2 separate regions of the Mus musculus genome follow, and region 2 is linked to region 1. Evidence: chromatin contacts called from public HiChIP or PLAC-seq data. All regions are on one chromosome and are shown on one strand. Each heading gives the region's core, a stretch centred on a gene start, on an enhancer-like site or on the middle of the called end of the contact. The rest is flanking DNA. Distances are from core to core; before and after follow the strand shown. Region 1 overlaps Ankrd44 (ankyrin repeat domain 44). Region 2 holds the start of Sf3b1 (splicing factor 3b, subunit 1).

The links. HiChIP or PLAC-seq counts read pairs in DNA pulled down with a chosen protein or histone mark.
Region 2: an H3K4me3 HiChIP or PLAC-seq map of the SCID.adh cell line shows a contact between it and region 1, with 17 read pairs. The contact joins the promoter of Sf3b1 here to the enhancer-like site in region 1. A contact is called at or near these places in 1 of 39 promoter capture datasets (pre-B cells), 3 of 115 datasets of contacts at active chromatin or transcription factors (the SCID.adh cell line, embryonic stem cells and microglia) and 2 of 9 other capture datasets (adipose tissue and pancreatic islet).

Annotation. Positions count from the first base shown.
Region 1 is chr1:54,904,418-54,910,045 of GRCm38.p6, forward strand. All of the region lies in intron 1 of Ankrd44 (ankyrin repeat domain 44), which reads right to left. Among named protein-coding and RNA genes, the nearest start is that of Ankrd44, 19 kb to the right of the region's middle. Within about 2 kb of position 2,159, at least 78 of the 459 cell types and tissues checked have an H3K27ac peak or open chromatin away from gene starts, as enhancers often do. A contact at or near this core is called in the SCID.adh cell line, pancreatic islet and pre-B cells, where this site is marked.
Region 2 is chr1:55,025,856-55,030,934 of GRCm38.p6, forward strand. It overlaps Sf3b1 (splicing factor 3b, subunit 1), which reads right to left and starts at 1,623. Exons shown (of 25, transcript NM_031179.2): 1 at 1,484-1,623. The coding sequence starts at 1,511.

The DNA.
Region 1 (5,628 bases), core at 909-3,408:
AGCTTGATGTGTCATGGCTGGGTGGTACCCATAGAGACAGATCTTTTTTTCTGAAGAGAAAGGAAAGAGAAGTGGATGGAGGGAGAGGGAGGGGAGAACGTGGGAAGAGAGGAGAGAGGGAAAACTACAGTTGGGATGTGAAATAAGCAAATATTTTGAAGTATTTATTTTTATTTTATGTGTGTGAATGTTTGCCTGCTTGGATGTATATGTACCATATTTGTGCTTGGTGTCTACAGAGGCCAAAGAGGGTGTTGGATTTCCCAGAACTCGAGCACTGGGAACTGATCCCAGGTCCTCTGAAGAACAGCCAGTGCTCTTAACCACTGAACCATCTCTCCAGTCCATGAAGTAAAAAACAAGAAACATCTTAACTTAGCTCATTATTTTTTATTGCATGTATGTGGGTGGGACTGTGGGGTGGTATGTACATGTGGAACCCCTCCAGAGGCCAGAAACATTGGATTCCCCCTGAAGTCAGTTATGTGCAGTCGTGAGCCTGGATGGATGCTAGGAATTAAGTCCAGGTCTTCTGCAAGGCAGTGTGGACAGAGGAGCCATGGCTCCCATTCCTGAAGCTTCCACTGTAAATACACTGAATTTTATATGAATCTGATAACCCTAAATGAGAGAGTGCATTTTATTCTATTCAAAGTTCCAAGTTTTTTACTAGCTCTGGAAATCCTAGCTTTTACAGGAATGTTGCTCACAGATAACAAATCACCTCTACAAAAAAACCCGCATGAGTCTACACTGAAAGTCCACATAGTCTAGGGATTAGAAAGATAAGGCTTATTTAGTACCCTCCCTTTGTGGTGGTTAAGATCAAACCCAGGACCTCACGAGTGTGAATGGTGAGCCTTCCCACTGAGCCATACTTCAACCCCGGCCTCTTATTTCTAAAGTTATATAAAAAGTTTTGATGGGTATTTCTCAGATTCGATTAATTTATTATAAGACTAAAAATATGATCATCTCATGTCTTCAATGTGGCTATATGCACTGATGTACTATTTTCCTATAAATCCTTTTCATATTTCTTTTATTAGCATTAGATTTGTTTTGCTGTGCGTGTGTGTGCACACGCATGAACGCACGCAGGTCCACATGGAGGTTAAGTTGATGTTAGGTATCTCCCCAAACACTTGCACTTGATTTTGGAGACACCCCCAGCACTGGGAGGGTTTTTACACAGGTAGCACTAGCCTTGTCAAGAGTACACATTCAGGGTTATAACCTGAAATCACCAGTAATGAGGGTTTTTTTTTTTTCACATATGGCTGGGAAGACTCGAGGACAGGTGTAAGTATTCTGCTCTCACCAAATAGATAAGGAGCCATGAATCACAGGGGCAGTGCCTTAGTGGAGCTTGCAGCAAAACATGAAGTGGCTCAGCACCCGGATGTTCCTGGCTTCCACTAACCAAACAACAGCTCAAAGCAGCTTGTACTTGACCAGTTCCTACTTAATCAACAGACTCCCGGGCAGCCTAACAGCAAGTGACTGCAGCAATGAGCCCGGGACTGGTGGGAAGGGGGCCGGGCAGAGCCGGGCAGAAACAAGGCTGGAAGCAAAGCAGCGGCTGGTGCTAAGGGGCTAGGTGCACTAAGGTGTAAAGCACTAAGACTCCGAGAGCCAGTAGAGAAATACAAAAATAATCAGTGGTGAGTGGCAATGATGATAAAACACACCAATTCTGCACCATGCTCTGTCTGCATTCAGAATGGGCACCCAGATAGATCCGAACTTATTTCCTATCTCTATAAAGGGAAGAGGGGCTCTCCTCACACTCAGGCCACAGCCATGGTCTCAGTTTTAATTGCCCTGAGGACCCCTCTACCCATCTTCTCTTCCCTGAGCGGATATGTAGGTCACCAACCAGCAAGTGGATCAAATCTCCTAGGTAGAGACCTTCGACCTTGGGAACGTTTAGAGCAGATACAGGTGCTGCAAGATGGAGCGGACATTGAAGAACGCCACCGATGCTAAGGAAAGAGCCCCTGCCCACATGCAGTTCTCATGTGCATTTTGTGCAGTCAGCAATTCTGTTTTCTCCACAGCCTTCAAAATGTCAGCTTCTCATGTCAAGCAGTATGAGTACGTCAGGCGAAGCGGAGGCTTTCTTATGGTTTCAGGCTGGTAGTATTTCAGAACCACATGATTGCAGGGCTGAGCTCAGCAGGGCTGTACTGGAGAGCAGATTGCATATCCCTCATGCTGCCCACATTTCAGAGACTGATAAAATATTGTCCCTGGGGATTATAAGAGGAAGAAAAAAAAATGACAGCACATCCCCCTCTAAGGAACAAGCCCGTGGGTGATCGTACTAAATGCCAGGGAACCCACTGGAGCACCAAAATGGTCAGATGGAATTGGAAGAAAGCCTAAGAGGCCATTCATTCTCTACGTCCAGTGAGACTCTGAGTCCTAAAACACACTGTGCACATACGCACACAAACACACACATACCTGAAGTCTCCTCGGCTTCTCAATCACAACGCAAACCCCAAGTCCCTTAGTGGGTTTCAGGGGCCTCCATTAACTGGCCACCAAGCAAGTAATTGCCAGGTGAGAAAAATCAACTTGGGCCCCAGAAGGCCAAGTGCAGTGTACACTCGGGAAACAGGCAAAGGAGACAGATTAGTATGGGAGAAATCAGATACTCACTCCTCCCTGTCCACCAATAATCCATACCAAAAGGGGTTCGGGTACAACAAGGGCAAATGCAGCTGAGATGTGGAAAGCGCGCATCTAACAAAAGCACAAAGGGTTCGTTAAAAAGCCGTCTCCCTCCCTCCCCCCAGCCACCAAATGCTCTGCAAGAAAAGCCACAGCCCAGCCCGTGCTTGCTCGCTCGCTCGCTCGGCACATCTGGTTTCAGTTACCTGTGCCCAAACTGCAGCTCTCAGAGAAACAGAGCTCGAGCTGACTCCATGGTTTAAGATCTGTCAGAACAGCTTATATGGAGATGGAGGGACAGAGTGTGGAAGCCTTGAGCAACAATATTTCTGGTCATCACGTGACCCCTCACAGATGACATTTTGGAGTCAGATGGCACTGCTAAACTTGGTCACTGGAAAAGTAAAAGCCACCTAGGGAGACCATGATCACTTCATAGATAAACCCAGTTACCCACTCGGGTCAACCACTAGTCAGCATGAACATCTCACAAATTCATGCCACTTCACGAGATGGCCACATGCTTTCCCTGCCACGGTGCACCATAGCCCCTCAGACCACACTCAAACATGTTAAAAGTCAGAAACCCTCCCATGCCAGACTCCAAATCCTACTCTTGCCAGATAGACCAAAAAGCTGTCACACCTGACACGGCTCCCAGACTTTCCTCTGTCTATTCACTGTTCCTAAAACAGTTGCACATAGAAATGTGGTATCTTTTTAAAGTTACTTTAGTGCCAAGTGTGGTGGTGCACACTCACAATCACAATGAAAGCAGAGATCATGACTTCAAGATGACTGTGAGCTGCACAGCACACCCAGATCAAACTGAACCCACAAGACAATAATCTACCTAGTAATCTCAGTGACTTCGTTACATTAATTAATTACGCTCTGTAAAAAGCTACCCTTTGCCGGGTGTGGTGGCGCACGCCTTTAATCCCAGAACTGCACTCGAGAGGCAGAGGCAGGCGGATTTCTGATGTTGGAGCCCACAGCTGACTCTGGCTGTGTCCAACAAAATGTGACAAATCATTGACCTGAGCGCTTTTTCTTTAGCCACAACTCATTCATTGCCCCATCCTTTTAATATTTGGGTTTCTGGTTCAACAGAAGCCATGAAAATACTTCATAGTATGGTAATATTATACAATTGCATATTGTCTATTTTATTCTAAACACTGGTGAATAATGGTCAGTAAATAATTTCCTAACTCCTAGATCATGAAATTTATTCTAAATAGGAATATCTTACTTTTTATGCTCTATGAGTACTTAACCCAATATTTAAGATATGCATTGATATGTTGTTAATAATCATTACAAACATAATACTAAAATTTATCACAATCATTTTACATGCATCACAACATGAATAAGAGCAGGTACTTGGAGGATTTGAAGGAAGGAAAAGGAAGAGGAACATGATGCAATTATAATCTAATTTTTAAAATTATTTTACAAAAATGCATCCCATCCAGTATTGTGGTCCATGCTTCTAATCCCAACACCCAGGAAGCTAGCTCAGGAAGATGACAGGTTCCAGGCCAGTCCAGGCTGTCCCATGCACATACACACAAAAGCACTACATTTGAAAAAAATTCAAGGGGAAAAAGAAACACTATAAAATTTGGACTACTGACAGGCACAACTACTGACAGGCACATCAAACCACAATAGTGTTTAGATTCCACTCCACTCCATACAATTTAAACAACGATACGTTTTCACTTTTAAAATCAATATTTACATTGTGTCAAAAATTACATCCTTTGTATCTTTCCAACTTTATGATGAAAATCTTTAGAGGTCCAACTAAAAAGACTTTCAGGGGATACACAGTTTATAAAACTCTGGCAGAGGCTGGGGATGGAGGTGAAAATGCTCCACTGAGATGTTCTTGGCTTGCCTCCTCAGTCTACCCAGGACAGCCTCTTTAGAGACCAACTGAGCTAAAAGCTTGAAACTCAGAGCCCCCACTGACCATGATTTCCTGTGTAAGTCTTTTAAAAGCGGCCTCTGAGAAAGCCTGTCTGAAATCCTCAGAAGATCTGAGGAGGTGACTCAGTCCAAAGCATGCTTGCTGGGCAAGCATGAGACCGAAGACAGATCCATCCCTTACACGTACTTAAAAGGTGTAAGAGCACACCTGCAGCCTCAGTGCTGGGTGGGGCAGGGAGACAGAAGGAGCTCCAGGGCTTACTGGCAGGCCACTAGGCTAGCCAAGCAATACTCTTCAAGATTTAATGGGAAACCCTGTCTTTAAAAATAAGGTCAAGCTACATGTGGTGGGCACGGGTTTTTAAAACCAGCACATGGGGGTCAGAGGTAAGACTTCTGTGATTCAATGCCAGCCTGATTTACATAGTACGCTCCAGGCCAGCCATAGCGTCACAGAAAAGAGACTGCCTCAGGAAAAATACGAATAATAAAGACGTTTGCTGCACAAATCTGGCAACCTGAGCCAGGTTCCTGGAGCCCCCTCCCCCCCAAGTAAAAATGGAAGGAGAAAACGAACTCCACAAAGTTATCCTCTGCCCTCTACACGTGCACTGTAACATGTGTGCCCACACACAGGCATCTTGCACACAAACTGCACATAAGTAAGTGAATAAGTAAATAAGGTGGAGACACCACAATTGAGAAAGACCTCAACCTCTGATGTCTGTGCATATACACACACCATCACACATCTACACATATATGAACCGTTTCAAACATAGACACAGATAAAATAAAAATCCTCAGAAAACAGAGAGTGATGAACAGAATAACATTTCCTGGAGCTGGAGAAATGGTAACATTCTCCCCCCCCCTTCCCCTCCCCCTCTGGCTGGTAAGATTCTTTTCACACTACTTCCTTGACCAGTGACTGCTGGAGTGAGGGGAAGCATTTTCAGAACTGTTAATATCATGACACACTAAGGGTGCAGCTACAGGTTCCCTACA
Region 2 (5,079 bases), core at 373-2,872, 120 kb after region 1:
GACAGAGTGTATTCACATAAATCTTTTTTTTTAAAAAAAGTGTTGGGCTAACCAGGCACAGGCCTTTTACCCAGCACTTGGGAAGCAGAGGCAGGAGGATGAGTTTCTTTGAAGTGGGACCCAGTCTCCTCTATTCAGGAAGTTTCAGGGCAACCGGAATTACATAGTAAGACTATCTCAAAAAAGAAAACAAAAACATGTGTTGTACTTTCATGTTTAAAGACAAAAGACTAGTTAATGCAGGGACATTTCTGGCTTTCAAAAGTGTTAGTATTTTCAGTTCCTCAAATGTCCCAGCTATTGGTCCTAAACCATCTCTTTAGATTCGCATCGGAATTCCCTCCTTACACCCTCCTCTATCCTACCACAGCGACACTCACTGCATGGTACAAGATGTTCCCTCCGGCTCAGACATCCTCCCCTAATTTAAAACTGATTGATCCTTTTTTATCAGCGCCGCGTCACCACCTCCCAAAAATAACTAAGCATAAATTAATGGCTCCGTTACCCAGCTTCTCAGAAAGTACTGGCTTTACTTCTCTGTACACATTCCTTTGATTTTCTAAGAGAATATTCACACATCTGCTTCCACATCAAACTGTCAAATTTCTGACATCCTTAGCTTGTTACCTCTCTCTAACACCGAGACACACACTTAGAAAGGACGGGTTTAGTGACTTAGTGTCAGCGTAAATTTTGGCTTCTTAACCGGGAGCCAAGAAACAGGGATTCTGTCTCTCAGACTCAAATTCCTTCCCGTCTTCTCTGGTTACTTTCCTTATGGAATCTGGTTGCTTCTCAACATGTTTCTAGCTCTGTTTACTCTTGTGCAGCATAAAATAAGCGACTACCCAGAAAACTTTGGCAACTGGTCAAATCTGCCTTTCCTTCTCTCTTCCTCCTGATTCTCCAACACCTAGCTCTCAAAGGGAAAAAGATAGAACACCAGGACACAAGTGATTAAAGGAGTAAACTACCAGATTTTCTGCCGGAATCATTTAGTGCAAGCACCACAACACGATCCAGCCGCCTTGGAGATGCCTGTATCGCGAAGGCTGGGATTGGCAGGCCTGCGCTGAAGCGGCCTCCGTTAGGAGCGGCCCGAAAGCGGCTGCCGTCATTCAGGGCTTTCCAGGTACGAACTGCCGACGATAGCGCCCGGGGGGCGAGAAAGTCGGCCTCCCACGTCCGCCTCCCCGCTCCCTCCCCGGGAGTCCCCCGGGGCAAGCCGCTCGAGCGAGGCTCTCCGGTCAGAACAAGAGAACTCGGAAGCACCAACAGCCAGCGCGGAACAAAGCGCCGGTCCCGGAGTGCGAGAGGACGCCATTACGCGGGCAGCGGCCTGCGCCGACGAGCCGAGCAGGCCTCGCCGCGCGGCCTCGGTCGAGACCAGAGATGCCACGCGAAGACGCAGAAAGCCAGGAGAGAGGGCCGCGGCTGGCTGGCTGCCGAGGTCGCGCGTGGGAAGGGAAAGGCCGCTTACCTTCGTGAGTCTTGGCGATCTTCGCCATTTTGTCCACTCGAACACACAGACGGAACTGGCGCTCCCAAGGACTTCCGCTCGCCGCCGCCAGAAACAGAGGCCGCTCTCTGAGCGTGCGCACCCGGGAGCGCGCGCCGCACTGTAGCACGTACTTCAACTGCCACCTATATGAGACTGCGAGGGGCATTATGGGAGTGGGCGGGGCCAGGGCGGGCTCCCGGCGGCTTCCTTAAAAAGCCAGCGAAACCGCGGGGAAGACTAAACGCGGAAGAGGATGGCTACTTCCCAAGAGGGCTGTAGCCTGTCCGGCCAGTGGTGGGTAACGTGCCGTTAATTCAAGCACTCGGAAGAGAAGAGGCAGTTCGAGGCCAGCCTGGTCTACAAAGAGAGTTCCCGAAGCCAGGGCTGTACAGACAAAGCCTGTCTTTAATAAAACCAAAGGAGCCTGGCAGTGGTGGCGCACCCCTTTAATCCCAGCACTTGGGAGGCAGCGGCAGGCAGATTCTGAGTTCGAGGCCAGCCTGGTCTACAGAGTGAGTTCCAGAACAGCCAAGGCTACACAGAGAAACCCTGTCTCGAAAAAAACAAAAATAAAAAGTAGAGAGAGAGAGAGATTAAATTACACAAAATAGAATTTAGCCAAAGGAACACTGCCTCCAAGACACCCAAAAAATAAACAGTATGCTAGCCAGGCCTGTTAGAAATAAAGTTTATGATGCCTAAGATGTTAATGTTGGTTCACCAGTATTGACCAGCCATTAGATACGGTAGAATACTTCTCTTAACAGGCAGCTCAAGGGAATAGTATAGGGTCACAAGCAATGTTAAGTCCTGATCTACAATAAAGCCCAGTTCTTTTCTTGAGAGAAACATAATTCTGCCAAATGGGTAAGATGACCCCAGGTAACAACTATTTGAAAAAGTACAACACTGGTGCACTTAAAATAATTCTGGCAATAACTGATGCCTAAATGACCAGGCAAATAGGAGTGACCTATTGACCAGATTTTCAGCCTTCTGTCTCTGTTTAAGTTGTACTAAATGTAACCCAGGGTTGGGACCTAAATTACAAATTTGAGGATAACCTCATATTTGGAGAAAATAAGCCTAAGGTGTCTCTAAGTTATCAAAATGTATTCAAGGCTGGCCCTACCGAGCATTAGCCAGAGCCAGCTGTGCCAGACCTTTTTCCTTTATTATCCTCCAAATGTGCAGGATGCTTTCTCACTGGGAAGGCTTATCATTTCTATAACAGATTCAAAGGAGCATTTGCTGCATTTGTGGTAATTGTAGAAGCTAAATACTTCCTGGAGTTCCAGAGTAATGATAAACATCACTAAAAGATCACCCAGAATTGTCTTGTGAATCCTCTTTTATAAAAATAAGATTTTTTCATGCTGGGCGTGGTGGCGCACGCCTTTAATCCCAGCACTCAGGAGGCAGAGGCAGGCGGATTTCTGAGTTCAAGGCCAGCCTGTTCTACAAAGTGAGTTCCACAGGGCTACACAGAGAAACCCTGTCTCAAAAAACAAAAACAAAACAAAAAAGATTTTTCTCACCACAGCCTACTTGTCTGTATGTTTGTTCCTGAAAGAATACTAATATGGTTCAGGACAGGAAGGAGAGTATTAAAATGAGTCCGAGACGGCTCCCTTAGGCTCCTTATTTGGGGAGGTTGTGCAGCCTTGCAGAAAGAGGAAGTACATCGCTGGAGACAAGATTAGAGTTCCTCGCCTCAGTCTACTTTCAGTTTGCTCTCTCTGCCGTATGTCTGCGGCTGAAGATGACCTCTCAGCTTCTTGTTCCCACCAACCTGCCCGCACACCCACAGACACACTTTGGGAAAGACCATTCTCACACTGTGATAGCAGAGTCAAGAGACTAGTAAGAGCAGAGCAGGAAAAAAAAAAGAGCAGAGCAGGTTTACTTCTTAAAGCAATGTAGTTGTTTTGTTTTGAGACAGGGTCTCGCTGTGTAGTCTCTGGTGTTGCCTGATAGCTCCTCCCGGGAAGTCTGTTTCTCCATCAACAAAAGAATTTCTGCAGGTAGGTTAGTGGCACACCCCCTTAATCACAGCACTCTGAAAGCAGAGGGAGACAGATCTCTAAGTTTGAGGCCAACCTGGTCTACAGAGTGAGTTCCAGGACAGCCAGCCAGGGCTACACAGAGACACCCTGTCTCAGAACAAAACAAAACAACTTGGAGGTTTTAGAGATGTCTCAGCAGTTAAGAGCACTGACTGCTCTTGCAAGAGGATGCAGGTTCACTTCCAAACACCCGCATGGTTACTAACAACCAGCTATGGGGCAACTCCTAGGGGCTCTGATTTCCTCTTCTGGCTCCTGTGGGCACGGGGCACACATATGGTGCACATATATACATGCAGGCAAAATACTCATACACATAAAATTTTAAAAAGAATCACAGGGTCGAGATCTGCAGTCTATCACATCTGAGATTTCTTGCAGCTGTGATACAAGGGCGGATGAACAGAAAGGGAACACCATAAGCCCCCTAGACACTGCTTCTGTGCTTTTAAATAAGGTGTGGAGCAAAATTTGGCTCTGTTTTTGTTTGTTTACTTGACATCGTCTGACTGTGTGTCTCTGGCTGTCCTGGAACTCCCTCTGTAGACCAGGCTAGCCTCAGACTCAGAAATCTGCTTGCCTCTGGCTCCTGAGTGCTAGGATTAAAGGCATGTGCTACCCCAGGCCAGCTGTTTCTCCGTCTTGAATTAGATCTGCTAAGATGCCTTTAGCTGCTTGGGTCGTCTCCAGTGACAGTATGGACTTGACTAAACACAAGTTGGGGGAACCTGAGGAAGTACCTGTGGCAAACATTCCCTCAGAGCCAAGCCACTTTTGTTATCAGAGGTCCACAATGATGAGAGGGCATGAGCCCTCAGTCAGGGGCTTACCCTGCCAAGCCCACCCAATGGGTTGTCTGTGGCCCCCAAGGGGGTCCGGGAGGAAGTTAACCCAGTAACCTTCCAGTGAAGAAAAAGTTCTGGGTAATGAAGGAGTTTCTTTTGGGCAAGAGTCTGGGAATCTGGTTAGTTTGATGGCTCCTATCCCGGACCACTCTTCCTAGCTGTCTACCCATTTAAGAATAACCATCTCCTATCTCTACTCACTTAACTCATATGTAGACCAAGCTAGCCTTGAACTCATAGAGATCTGCCTGTCTCTGCTTCCCTAGCGCTGGTATTAAAGACATATGCCACCATGCCATGTATGGATGTTTTATCTGTATGTATGTGTGTAATCACATGTATGGCTGGTACCTGCTGAGGTCAGAAGAGAACATTGGGCCAGGCAGTGGTGGCACACACCTTAAATCCCAGCACTTGAGAGGCAAAGGCAGGCAGATTTCTGAGTTTGAGGCCAGCCTGGTCTACACAGAGAAACCCTGTCTCAAAAAAAAAAAAAAAAAAAAAGACATTGGATTCCCTGGAACCGGAGTTAGAAATGACTGGGAACTATGACCTTGATGCTGGGAACCGAACCCTGATCATTGGCAAGAACAGTGAGTGCTTTTGATCACTGAGCCAACTATAGAATCAGTCTACAGAAAAAAAGTCAGCATAAAAAAAAAAG